Regions from separate parts of the Sus scrofa genome. Here region 2 is linked to region 1. The links are chromatin contacts, called in public HiChIP or PLAC-seq maps. All regions are on one chromosome and are shown on one strand. The core of a region is the stretch at or near the end of the contact, and the rest is flanking DNA. Distances in the headings are between cores, read along the strand shown. Region 1 holds the start of NR2C2 (nuclear receptor subfamily 2 group C member 2). Region 2 holds the start of RBSN (rabenosyn-5).

Region 1 (6,700 bases), core at 878-3,377:
CTCCATTTTCAGTAACACCATTTTTACATTACTTTGAGGTTCACAAAATAGCCTGGACTCCATTTTCTGAGTTGGGTCCCTCAAACGATCCTGGGAAGGGAGGTCCAGCCTGGCAAGAACGCCCATCCTCCCACTTGACAGCCGATGAAACAGCCTCACGAGAGGGATTCGCCCGCCGCCGCGCCGAAAGTATGGTCAGGAGCCCCAAGGTGTCCAGATTCCAAAAAGCCCTTCCCACGAGCGAGCGCCCTCGGTTCAGGATGCCTCATCACCTCTTTACCATCGTTCTACAGCACTCATTCTAGACGTGTCCCGGTCGAAGACGCTGCCCGACCCCTCACCGCACCCACGCGCGCCTCGCGCTCACCCAGGCCGCGTCTCTGAGCGCCCCGCCCCCGGCGCCCTGGCCCCACACCTCGCCCCGGCCCCTGCTCCAGCCCAGCCAGGGCTCCCGCGCCGCGCGGGGACCACCCCCTCCCAACAGAGCCAATCAGCAGAGCCTCAGGGGGCGGAGCCGCAAGCACCAGCCCGCCTGTCTTGGCGTCAGTTGGCCCACCCAGCCGTCGTTCAGAAGGTCGCGCCCCACTCCCGCCTTCCTCTCTTCCCTCCACCCTCCCCTTCAAGAACAAAACAAAACAAAACGGCGGTTGGGCCGCTGCGGCTGCCAACGACGGGCGGGAAGCGGAGGGGAGAGGAGCCGGGGAGCGAGGGAAGGAGGGACTGCAGGGAGGAGGAGGATGCGAAGGAGGAGGAGGGGAGCGGCCCAGCCGGAGCCATCTCCGCCAAGAACAAAATGGCGGCGCTGGCGGAGGGCCAACTGTGAGGCGGGGCCGCGGCCGGCCCCCTCCGCCCCCACCCTCGCGCCGGCCCGACCGGTCAGGGGGAGCCCGCTCGCTTCGCCCGGCCGCGGGCGGGGAGGGGAGGGGAGCGGCCCGGCCCACTATGCAAAGCGGCCGGCGCCACCGCCCCGTGGCAAAGGTAAAAGGGTCGGGTTCAGGCGCCGCCGCGGCGCCTCCATGTCCGCGCGCCAGGCCCGCCCCCTCCGCCGCCGGCCCGAGCCCGCCCCGGCCCTTTTTCAATTTTACCTCAGGATTTGGCGCCAAAGCGGCCTCGGAGCAGGTCCCGTGTCTGCGGCGGGCGGCCCCCGGCGCGGAGGGCAGGACGCGGGGAGGCCGGCTTCCCGGCGTCGGCGGATGGCGGGAGCCCGGGGCCGCGGGCTCGCGGGGCAGCGGGCGAGAGACGAGACGCCGAGGTGGGAGCGGGGCGGCGGGGGCGGGCCCGGGGGCGCCGCCGGGGTCGCGGGGAAGGGGGGGTTTGTTATTGTTTTTGTCAGCGAAAGGTCAGAGTTCGTGACCCCGGTGCCGCCGCCGCCGCCGCCCGCGCGCTGGTAGGAGGAGGGCGAATGTTCTTCTTCCTCTTCCCAGCGCCGGCCTCGCCGCGGCCGCGGGGGGCGGGCGAGCACGCGATTGGCTGAGGCGCGCGCGCGCACCGGAACGCGGCGGCCGCGCTGCTCCATCCGGCCCCACGGCTGTCCGGCCGGGCGGCGGTGGCGGAGGAAGACGCAGGCTCCGCGCTGTTCGCCGGAGCCTCGGCCCGTACCGCCGCCTGCACCGCCGCAGGGCCAGAATGGAGGGTGGAGGCCGCGGTCGTTGGGGTAAAGGGGTGGTTGGTCGTTTTAAAAAGCCGGGACCGCAGGGCTCCGTTATTCGGGGGCCAGTCCGCCCCTCCCGGGTTCCTCTGGCGGCTGGAGGCCAGGTGGGGGCTGTGTTCTCACCGTAAGGTCTTCCACCCGGCGTCCGCCCTGCCGAGGCCTCTGTTTGTGGACTGAGGAAGCGGTGACACAGCGGAGCGCCTGTAGATCGGAAGTGTATGGTTTCTTGGGTGGATATTGAATTCTTTGTGCCCTACTCGGTACAGAGAGTATTTAATTGGGGTTTGAAAGGTCCGAGGATACACCAGCTTCTGGGAGTATCAGATAGTGTTAAAAGCCTCCCAAATCTTGAACATATGATCCAAATCTTTCTTCCATGTGTCTCCTTTTGGAGATGTGAACTAGTAAACGATGATGCTTAAGTGTATCAAGAAACTCTGTGGAATTGCTTAAATATAAATATAATTGCTTCTCTTAATCCTATACATCTTGAGTTACTGGTTTTCATTAGATACTCAATACTGGATGTAAATCTGTGTGCATACTAAAGCCAAACAATACCAAAATGTCAGAGTTTGGAGCAGAGAAAGATTTATTGCAGGGCGTGCAAGGAGACAGGTTGGCTCAGGCCCAAGAAAAACCCCTGAACTCTGGGAGTTCCTGTTGTGGCCCACTGGGTTAAGAATCCAGCTAGTATCCATGAGGATGTGGGTTTCATCCCTGGCCTCGCTTAATGGGTTAAGGATTCAGCATTGCTGTGGCTGTGGTGTAGGCTGGCAGCTGCAACTCCGATTTGACCCCTAGCCTGGAACTTTCTTGTGCCTCAGGCCCTAATAAGAAAACAAAACACAACAAAAACCTGAACTTTTTTTTGGCAAAGCCTTTATAAAGGAAAGTTGAGGGAGGGGCATGGTTAGTCATTGGAAACTTCTTGGTGTCAGCTCCTTTGTGCTAACAGCTCTCCAAAAAGTGTCTTAGTTTGAAGCCACCTGAGCTCTGGGCAGCTCATTGTGGCAGGCTTTGTGGATCCCCACCCTCTTCTTTTGCCCATCCACTCCACCATCCTGAACCCTTCAAACCTATCCTTTCCCTTCTGTACTCTTCCAGTTGCAGGCCCAGACTGGGCCAAGCAGGGTAGCCCAGGCACCATCTCTGACCATGGCGTCCCTCTTCAAGAAGGAAACCATGGATGATGTAATAAAGGAACAGATCTAATATGGAGTCAGAATTTTGTTGTCTTACTATTACCCACTTTTCTTTGATACCCCTCAATCTTGGGGAGAGCATGTGTTGGGCAAGAAAGGGAATAAAAAGTTCCCCTTGTGGCTCATTGGGTTAAGAACCCAACACAGTGTCCCTGAGGATGCAAGTTCGATCCCTGGCCTCAGTGAATTAAGGATCCAGTGTTGCCACAAGCTTCAGCATAGGTCACAGACGCAGCTCAGATCTGGTGTTGCTATGGCTGTGGCATAGGCCTACAGCTGCAGCTCCAATTTGACCCTCTAGCTAGGAACTTGCATATTCCGCAGGTGAGGCCGTAAAAAGAAAAGAATAATATTTTCGATAGTTTAATCATAAACTCGACAAAGGAGCTTGGGTTTAGGGGGACTTGTTTGCAAACTCCAACCCCATTTTCATCCTTTCCTAAATCTTCAAGGTAATGAAGCAGTGACTGCTCTGGCTACTTCCTGCTGAAATGTGTGTAATCCTTCCTTGATTTGGGGAATTGACACCAAGTTGGAAATATTCCCAAGTTCCAAGTCCTGGATCAGAGTCTTGTATAATAAAGATCATTTCCTGAGGAATTGAGGAGAATAAGCCTGAAAACCAATCTGAAAGTGGCATTTTGGGGGAGACTTGTAGCAAGGTAGCCAGTTGTTTCTTTTTATCTAAGTAGGTTTTAACTTCTGATGTAGTAGGTAGAACAAGAGTATTAGCCACTACACTTGTCTCCTTTTTCTGCTAACATCTGGTCTAAAACAGCTTTATTTCCTAAAAATTTAATAGTTACAAGAGGAGACCTGGAGGTTATAAGATTGCAGCTGCCACCTGTCAGCATACAGTGCTTTGAGAGAGGCTGGTGACATCCTGAGTATGACACAGCTCAGAAAAGTCAAGTCCTTAGCAATACAGGAATATGTATGAAATCACATCCACAATGGCCACCTATTTTTACCTTAGATATCTCAACTATAGCTTTTGACTTTCAAATGTATTCCCCTCCTCAGTGGCCAAGGCATATGTACAGTGCACATCCAGAAGGCTATAAAACAGGCTGCTCTAGTCAGTAAAGTTCAAGTTAAGTCATATATAAGCCAGAATGACTTCCCCATACCTCCAAATATGTGCATATTTTTCCATCGTTCCTTTTTTTTTTTTTTTTTTTTTTGTCTTTTTGCCATTTCTTGGGCTGCTCCGGCCGCATATGGAGGTCCCCAGACCAGGGGTCAAATCGGAGCTGTAGCCACCGGACTACACTAGAACCACAGCAACGTGGGATCTGAGCCATGTCTGCAGCCTACACCACAGGTCATGGCAATGCCAGATCCTTAACCCACTGAGCAAGGCCAGGGATTGAACCCACAACCTCATGGTTCCTAGTCAGATTTGTTAACCACTGAGCCACGACGGGAACTCTCTTCATTCCCCTTTTGACTAAACCCTTCAACTAACCAAAACATGTCCCTTGATGGTGGGGTGACTTATGCTTGCCCCGGTCTAGACATGTCCCTCAGTGCTAGGCATCCTTTTTATTTGCCTAGTTAGTAGATAGTCACATTGGAGGAAAATTGATCAGATGTTGTGAACCAGCTCAGAGCTATGTTAATGCGAAACACTTTATAAGCCATCCTTTTTTTTTTTGGTCTTTTAAGACTGCACCCAAGGCACATGGAAGTTCCCAGACTAGGGGTCAAATCAGAGCTGTAGCTGCCAACCTATTCCACAGCCACAGCAACACGGGACCCAAGTTGCATCTGCAACCTACACCACAGCTTATGGCAATGCCAGATCCTTAACCCACTGAGTGAGGCCAGGGATTGAACCCTCATCTTCATGGATACTAGTCGGGTTCATCACTGCTGAGCCACAACAGGAACTCCTGCACCAGCCTACTTTTAATAACAAAATCTAGGAGTTCCAGATTTTGAATAATACATATATATAAACATATATATATTATTTGCTCACATTCACATGTCTCACTTTCAGCAAAACCAGGAAGAAAGAACAGGATTTGGACTTAGGTACCATGAACAGCCCCCAAAATAAAAACTAAAGCAAATGTGAAAGGCCCACTTTGATGTAATAACAGAAGCATTAGGGGCCATTGTTTTTTAGATTTTAGGAAGTACTGAGGTCACACAGTGTTACAATAAAAATGTGTTCTTTAATTTATGGATGCACTAGCTAAAAATCTAGTTTTGCTAAAAATACACCTTAGGGGAACTGTAAAATGAAACAGCTCTGATTATCCATACTTAATTAACTAAGGCCGGTGTTATCAAATATCAAGCAAATAAATGCAATGCAACACGGTCTCTCAGAGTCATAGTTCCCTAGCACCAAGAAGGGAGATTCCCAACCAATACCCTGTCAGTCCAAAAGGGGAGAACCCCACACAATGCCCCATTAGAGATGAAGCTGATTGAATGACCAAAGCTAGTTCAAAAGGGAAAATCACAACCAACACTTCCATAGGTGAAGCCCAAAGCAATAGTGAAGGATACCCTGGTGTCGTCACAACAAGCCCAGTTACTCACCAAAGATGTCTCTACTAGCCATTGTTAAGTACTGACACACACACAAACAACAAACATCCCACAAACAAAGTCACAAGCTGGCTTACCCCAAAACGATAAACACAAAAACACAAGCTACAATTGCACAGACAATCAGAAGAGATACAGTCTAAAATTCTACTTCTATTCCCAGAGGCCTCCAAAGAGACTGGCCCAGCTCTCAAAAGAGAACAGACCTGGAATGGCTCACTTCCCACAAGGGCAGCAGCCCAAATGAAGTGAAGAAAATTCCTAGCCTGTGCCAGTTAGAGCAACTTACCAAATGGGGACCTCAACTCAGGATGTTTCTTAGCTCCAAATAGCCTCATGCGTTGGGGCAGCTGGTGCCAGTCCGGGACAGTCCGTTTGAGATCCCTGGAGCGAAGTGAACTCTGGCAGCTCCTGGGACTCAGGGAAGGAGTTGCTTCTGGCTGAAGTCAACCTGATATAGCCACAGACTCCTGGCCGGCTCACCAGAATTGTTACCAGAAGCAAGTCCATGTATCTGACCCACAGTGAGACCAAATAAAACTGGAACATCAGAGTTTGGAGCAGAGAAAAGTTTATTGCAGTGCCATGCAAGGAGATGGGTGGCTCATGCCCAAGAAAAAACCCCAAACTCCCCAAAGGCTTTTAGCCAAGACATTTTAAAGTCAAAGTCAGGGAGGGGTATGGTTGGTTGGTGGCAAACTTCTTGATGCTGGTTGACTTCTTTGGTCAAGCAGCTCTCACATAGGTCAGGTCATGATGTTCCTGTAAGCCTTCAACAAAACAAATGTTATTCTCTGTTCTGCATCTTTTTATCTCTATATGAATGGACTCTTAAAGGTCAGCAACTTGGAACTAGGCTATCCTGTAGGTTTTGGGCTATAGGCAACATTCTTTTACAAAAGGTGCACAGTCAGCATGACCATGCTCACATAGCAAAGAACAAAGGTTAGGAGTTCTCCTGTGGAGCAGAGGGTTAAGGATCCAGCATAGACACTGCAGTGGTTTGAGGCACTGCTGTGGCGCAGTTTCAGTTGCTGGCCTAGGAACTTCCATGGGTCAAGGGCATGGCCAAAAAAAAAAAAAAAAAAAAAGCACAAAGATTAAAACAAAAAGAAACTGAAGTTCCTGCTGCATTGTACTGGGTTAAGGACCCAGTGTTGTCTCTGCTGGGTCTTGGGTAGCTGCTGAGGTGTGGGCTCAATCCCTGGCCCAGAAAAGAGGGTTAAGGATCCACCAGTGCCGCAGCTGTGGCATAGGGTCACAGCTGCGACTTGGATTT
Region 2 (6,781 bases), core at 425-2,924, 170 kb before region 1:
TGCACCACAGCTCACGGCAATGCCAGATCCTTAACCCACTTAGCGAGGCCAGGGATCGAACCCGCAACCTTATGGTTCCTAGTCAGATTTGCCAACCACTGAGCCACAATGGGAACTCCGGGAACTCCATTTTTGAGGTATACTGGACATAATGTTATATCAGTTACCATAATGATTCAATCTTTGTATATATTGCAAAATGATCACCACAATAAGTCTAACATCTGTCACCATACATAGTTACAAACTTTTTTTCTCATGTCATGAGAACTTTTAGGATCTACTCTCTCAGGAACTTTGAAATATGCGATATAGTATTATTAACTAGAGTCAACATGCTGTGTATTATATCCCAAGACTAATTTGTCTTATAACTGGAATTTCGTACCTCTTGTCCCCCTTTGCTCATTTCTACCCACCTCCCCAAGCTTCTGCAGTGACAATGTGGAATCCTTAACCCACTGCACCACAAGAGAACTTCAGTATTTGCTTTTTCTGTTTGATTTATTTCACTTAGCCTAATGCCCAAGTCCATCTATGTTGTTGCAAACGGTAGGATTTCATCCTTTTTATGGCTAAATTGTATATATAATTTTATCACATTTTCTTTATCCATTCATTATCTGTTAATGGACACTTTGGCTGTTTCCATATTCTTGGTTACTGTAAGGAATGCTGCAACAGGCAGATGCAGCTATCTTTTGAGTTAGTGTTTTCCTATTTTTCAGATAAACAACAAGAACTGGAATTGGTGGATCATATAGTAGCTTTATTTTTTAATTTTTTGAGGAACCGCCATCCTGTTTTTCATAGTGGCTGCACCAATATGCATTCCTACCAATAGTGCACAACTGTTCATCTCATATCCTCACCAATGCTTCTTTTTGATAATAGCTCCTCTAACAGGTGTGGGGTGTTCTCTCACAGAGGTTTTGACTTCCCTTTGAAAATGCCACAGATTTTCCCTGACCGCAACGTACACACCTGGGATCGATACTCCTTCTCATTCCAGGCCCCACTCTCATGCGGTTCTTTCTATTCCAGATGTTTTCACATCCTCCAGGCTTGAGCGTTCCTTTTCTCTCTAGTGCTTGGGAGCGTTAATTGACTTTAACTTAGAACTGCAGTTGCGGGTGCAAGAGGCATTAAAGACGCCTCACTACCTCATTCATTGTGCACCCCCGTCAAGCGCTAAAGAACTACAGGATTCAGTTTTCTTTTTTTGCTTTTTAGGGCCACACTTGTGGCATATGGAATTTCCCAGGCTAGGGGTCTAATCGGAGCTACAGCTGCAGGCCCACACCACAGCCGCAGCAATGCTGGATCCCAGCCGCCTCTGCGACCTACACCACAGCTCACTGGCAAACGCTGGCGAGCCCAGGGATGGAACCAACCAGCATCTTCATGAATACTAGTCGGATTCGTTTCCGTTGGGGCACAATGGGAACGCCTCAGTTTTCTCATCTGTACAGTGGTGTGCATAGTCAGGGACGGGGTCTAATGCTCGGCACCTAACAACCTGGGGCGTCAAAAACCTCGTAAAATGGCAGAGCCCCCGCCCCCTGCCACTTCTAAGAGCGCCTTCGCTGAAGCCGCAGCTGTCCGTGCCTGGGGAGTCTGCCCACCCCTCGAAGACTCGGCGCTCTTCCGGCGTCTGTCAGCCTGCCTTCCGGTTTGGGCGCCGTCGCAGGCGCGCCTGCCGAGCGCCGAGCAGTCGATGGAGATGGCGGTCGCTCCTGCGTGAGGGGCCGCGGAGGCCCAGAACTCGGGTCTCAGGACTGCGAGCCCGCGGGAACCGGTGGGGTACCGATGGCTGGGCGTGCGTGCGGGGTGGGATGGGGTGCGGCTCCCCTCAGGAGCCGGCCGGGGGGCGTGGGACCCGTGTGCAGTGGTGGGTGGGACGTGCGTGGTGGGCGCTGCAGCTCGCGGGCCGCGTTTCCCTCACGGGCCGACGATGATTGGACCCTGGTTGTGTGGTTGCGCTGGGCTGTGGGATCTGCGGTTGGGCGCCCAGGTGGTTGTGTTTGAGTCTCTGCTTGTGGGAGGTTAAGGTGTTTGAGTTCAGGGTTTGTATGGCGTCCGCGTGAAGGTGTCGTGTGTGCCCTGTGAGGACGAGTCTTTCCCGTCCTGTGTAGTGGTGCGGCGGGTGCGCTTCGTGTTGAGTTACGTAGTGGCTGGCGCGTGGCCCTGTAGGTTTTATTCGTGGTTTTGAGGTGATTTAAGTTGTTAGGGGCTCGCATATGTTGTGGATGTGGGAGCTGGCTCTGTGGTTTGTGGTCGATCCCTTTGGTTTGTGGTGGGTGTCTGGTTATGTGATTGCACGGGTCGTGGCCGTTCATTCATTCACTCACTCATGCGTGGAGCGTTGTTGCCTGCTCGGTGGTTTGTGCGGGGCACTGAGCCCCACCTTGGGGTGTGGTGGTGGGGGTGTGGTGGTGGGGAACGTGGCCCCCGCCCTCCAGACCTGTAGGCTGATAGACTTGTGTACCTGTGATTACAAATTGAGATAAGTGCTGTGAGGAGAGGTGCAGGGCCGCCCCACAGGAGACTGGAGGCAGGGTGGGTGCCTTGGCATGCGGGGGATGGTATGTGCTGGAATTGTGGTTGGTAGGGTCAGGCGTGGGAAGGAAGGGAGCTCAGGTCAACCGCTGTCTAGGGAGGGGCCAGGAGCTGCTGTTTCAGCGACCATCAGGGAAAGGGGCTGAGAGGTGCATGTAGGGCTTTTTAGTTAGAGGAAGAACACAGAGACCTCGTGTTTTGTTTGTTTATTTTCTGGGTCATTGCCAGAAATCAGTTTCTCCTGGGTGGCCCTCTAAGCAGGTCATCCACAGCTCAAAGCTGAGGGACATTCATTCTGCCTCACAATCTCTTGTAATTTGTGGCCTCAGGTTCTTGGGGGGAAGTTTCTTGTTTTTGTGGAATGGTTTTGTCTGGGTTCTCCTGGCTGGAAGTCTTTGTGAAGTGACATTGGAAGTGATAATACTCGAAAATGTAACTTATTAATCCCTGAATTCTTAAAGCATCAAATTCCTTTATTTTTGAAGTAGTGAGAGCATTAGGCTTGCTGGTTCATAAAATCTAGTAAATTTACTTGAGAAAAACTACTCTACAGATGTAAGACACAAAATAGATTTTTCTTTTTGATCACAAAGTTTCTAAGGCTCTTCTTTACGGTTGAGATTTTTCTTTGGTTTGGTTCGGTGTTTTTAGGGGAGATGCTATCTCTTTTTTGACATAGGTGCAAGAGCTCCATACATGTGGTTGAATAAATAGGGTAAAAGGAGTCAAATAAAATCTTCTGTTTGTTGATCACTACTTTTGACTTTTCCCCATTGGCCAAAGTGGCATACAAATGATGAAGTTGGACCATTGGAATGAGTGTTAGAGAATTGCCTTGGTATTATGATTACTGTTGAAGTCATATTTTCCTCTTATCTTCAAGAATCTGTGCTTGCCTCTTTATTGAGTTACCTGTTGTCTAGTGATGTTCTCATATCCAAGAAGCTTTTGTGTTTTGGTCTAAGAATTTGAGAAGGCAGTTTGTGTTTTCAGAAAGCGGCACTGAAAAACATCATGTACCCTTGCTGAACTGTGAAGAGAACAAGGAAAATTCTCAATTGCCGCTAATTTGCCTGAATTGTTTTTTTTTCTCCCTTCTTTCCTTTTTTAGGACTTCACCTACTCCAGAGAGGAAACCTCATCCAAGACCACGATTCCACGTCCCCATCATCTGTGTGCTGCTTGGTTGAGCTGATGCTGTGGGAGTCCTGGTCTCTTGTGGAGGAATCAAGCTGACTCTTGGCATGAGGCCCCTGCCTTGTGGGGGTTGAGAGGGACACTACCATGGCTTCTCTGGATGACCCAGGGGACGTGAGAGAGGGCTTCCTCTGCCCTTTGTGCCTGAAGGACCTGCAGTCTTTCTATCAGCTGCAGTCACATTATGAGGAAGAGCACTCTGGGGAAGACCGTGATGTCAAAGGGCAAATTAAAAGTAAGAGGAGAGAATTTTCTCCTTGTCCCATTCTGTCTTTGGGAGCTTGAACTCATGGGATGGTTTTCATTAGCTTCCATGTTGCCACCAGAACATAATACACAATAGTAAATTAATAATAATAGTAAAATATATCTAGTATATCTAGTGCTTTCTATGTGCCAGGCATTATTCAGAACCTTCCCTTGTATTAACTTCATTTAATTCTCACACTGTGTGACTATGAGCCCCTTCTTACTGATGAGGATACTAGACACAGAGAGATTAGACACAGAGATAACTTGCCTGAACTTAAACAGTGAGATAGAGCCTGGCTTTGAACTTAGTGTAATTACTGTGCTCTGCTGTCTCTTGCAAGACTGTTTGAATTCTCTAACTGCCAACCTAAAAGGCTTTGGGGGTTGGAATTCCTTTCCTTTGCTCTGTAAGTGGAGGCAGATTGTACACCCATTTACCTATCACAAATTCAGGGCTTCCTGCCATACTTACTTCCTCAGCTAGAACATGTCCTCTGCAGTGCAGGAAAAGGAAGGCGATAGTTGACATGTAAAGAGGAAAACCAAAAAAGTTAAAACTTGGTTTTTGAGTTTCAAGGACCCTCAGGTCCTGGAGGACTGCATAAACAATTTTTCAAAGTAATTTTTGCTATATAGAGTATTCATTTCTTGGACTTTAGATTCTAAGCCCTAAGTATGGTGCTGCTCCTCTGGAACTCACTTTCCTAGTACTTCAGCCAACAGCTGGCAGCATTTCTGAAGGCAGGTAGATTTAAAAGGTCTAATGTTGTATTCGTGATTCTTTGTTGGGTGGGAGAGAAAGGAATGATCGTGTATCCTAAGTGGGCTTTGACTTCTGCACATGTAGTCACATGCCCCCTGTAATCACATAGTCTCACTCCATGTCTCACTTTTCAGTTTAGAAGAAAAAGAGTTGTTAAAAGCAGTAACATTTATAGCTTCTGTCAATAATATGACAAAGTCAAATATTTTCAAAATATTGAGGCCATGATGAAATAGCTTCTGGCTGTAGATGCTGGAGCAGAGTCATAATTCTTAGAAGGCAAAAGAAAAAAGAAAAAGAAATGTATATTCTTTCACATACTTTGTTATTTTGTTAGACTTTCCCAGCAACCCTTCAGGAAAGTGGTTGGTCTTATTTTACAGAGAAAAAGTGAGGCTCAGAGATATGGAGTGACTTAGATAAGGTTACACAGGAAGTGACAGAGCTAGGCCTTGACCCCATAGCTCTGTCACCTCTAAGGTAAGTGCTGCTCTTTTCACACAGTGTCCTTAATGAGGTGAGGCCCTGCATTCCAATCATAGCATGAGAGCAGCTGAAAAACTAGCAAACAAATGAACTGAGTATCTAAAGTGTCCTTTGAACAACCAAAGGGCCTCCGTGATTTTCAGTGAGTGTCCAGCCTTACTGTCTGCTGAACTGAGTCATATAAGTGATCTCACTAACACTTTGATGCCAGTGGGTGGATATTGGAGAATGTCTTCCCATTCCTGGGATGACTGACACTTTTACATGGGGAAAAATGTGTAAGATTATTTAGGGAATAATAGATATGGGAATGTATTTAGAATATACTAGAATGGAAACTTTGTTCCTTGTGAGAATAACTTGAAAGAATTTTCACGTGTTTTCCCCTCCATTTCTCCCCCATCTCTGCCCCAGAACTAAAAGATTGAGTTAAGTATTTCTTCGGTACTACTAATGATCACTTCTTTAGTCAGGAAGAAATTCTTGCTTGTGTTGCAGTTCTCCATGTTTCAGAATAAGGAAGAAAAAATTTTGAAGATTGACATCAAAGGTTTTGGGAAAGTCCTTTAAAACGCAAATTAACCTCTCCATTTGGTGTTCTGATTCTTAGCGATCTTATGCCATTGCTAGTTTTAGGCAAGTGAAATGTTAAAGCCTAAAGAGTGAACCGTGTGGTATCAGGTTTGGGGACAGTTTAAAAAAGAAAATAGGGAGTTCCCATCCCAGCGCAGCAGAAATGAATGACTAGGAACCATGAGGTTGCAGGTTTGATCCCTGGCCTCGCTCAGTGGGTTAAGGATCTGGCATTGCCATGAGCTGTGGTGTAGGTCACAGACATAGCTCAGATCTGACGTTGCCTATGCTGTGGCATAGGCTGGCAGCTGTAGCTCCGATTAGACCCCTAGCGTGGGAACCTCCATATGTCTCTGGTGCGGCCCTAAAAAACAAGAAAGAAAGAAAAAAGAAAATATAAACTTGTCATCATAAAAAAAACATGGTCTATGAGTTTGGGCCCCAACTCTGGTTCAGCATCAGTTTAGCCTATGTACAGTAAGTAGAAGAAAAGGTGGTTGAAATGAACTGTGGCTTTGTGTTTTAAAAATGTGGTATTATTCTTAATTGGCCCCCTCTTGAAGGACTACACCCATCCTGAGAAGGTTGCCACACAGCTCTTCTCTGCCTCCTAAAGTGGTTAAATGGCATGGTTGCCTGTTGAACTCAACAGTTTACCCTTGTTTGCAAAAATGAATTGGTGTTTGCTAATTCCAGCTTCCTGTCTGCTAAATTCTTTGTTGCCTCAGGCAGTTTCCTCTTTCGTTGTTAAGAAGGACTACTTTGGAGTTCCCGTCCTGGCTCAGTGGTTAATAAATCCGACTAGGAACCATCAGGTTGTGGATTCGATCCCTGGCCTCGCTCAGTGGGTTGAGGATCTGGCGTTGCCGTGAGCTGTGGTGTAGGTCGAAGACGCGGCTGGGATCCTGCGTTGCTGTGGCTCTGGCGTAGGCCAGCAGCTACAGCTCCGAT

The links. HiChIP or PLAC-seq counts read pairs in DNA pulled down with a chosen protein or histone mark.
Region 2: a contact with region 1 is called in an H3K27ac HiChIP or PLAC-seq map of alveolar macrophages. The contact joins the promoter of RBSN here to the promoter of NR2C2 in region 1. A contact is called at or near these places in 1 of 47 Hi-C or Micro-C datasets (heart right ventricle) and 1 of 2 datasets of contacts at active chromatin or transcription factors (alveolar macrophages).

What each region holds. Positions count from the first base shown.
Region 1 is chr13:69,575,511-69,582,210 of Sscrofa11.1, forward strand. It overlaps NR2C2 (nuclear receptor subfamily 2 group C member 2), which reads right to left and starts at 2,128. Exons shown (of 15, transcript XM_005669805.3): 1 at 1,086-2,128. It overlaps LOC106505680 (serine/arginine repetitive matrix protein 3-like), which reads left to right and starts at 145. Exons shown (of 4, transcript XM_021069810.1): 1 at 145-189; 2 at 306-978. The coding sequence starts at 145.
Region 2 is chr13:69,402,321-69,409,101 of Sscrofa11.1, forward strand. It overlaps RBSN (rabenosyn-5), which reads left to right and starts at 1,675. Exons shown (of 12, transcript XM_021069366.1): 1 at 1,675-1,798; 2 at 3,671-3,991. The coding sequence starts at 3,844.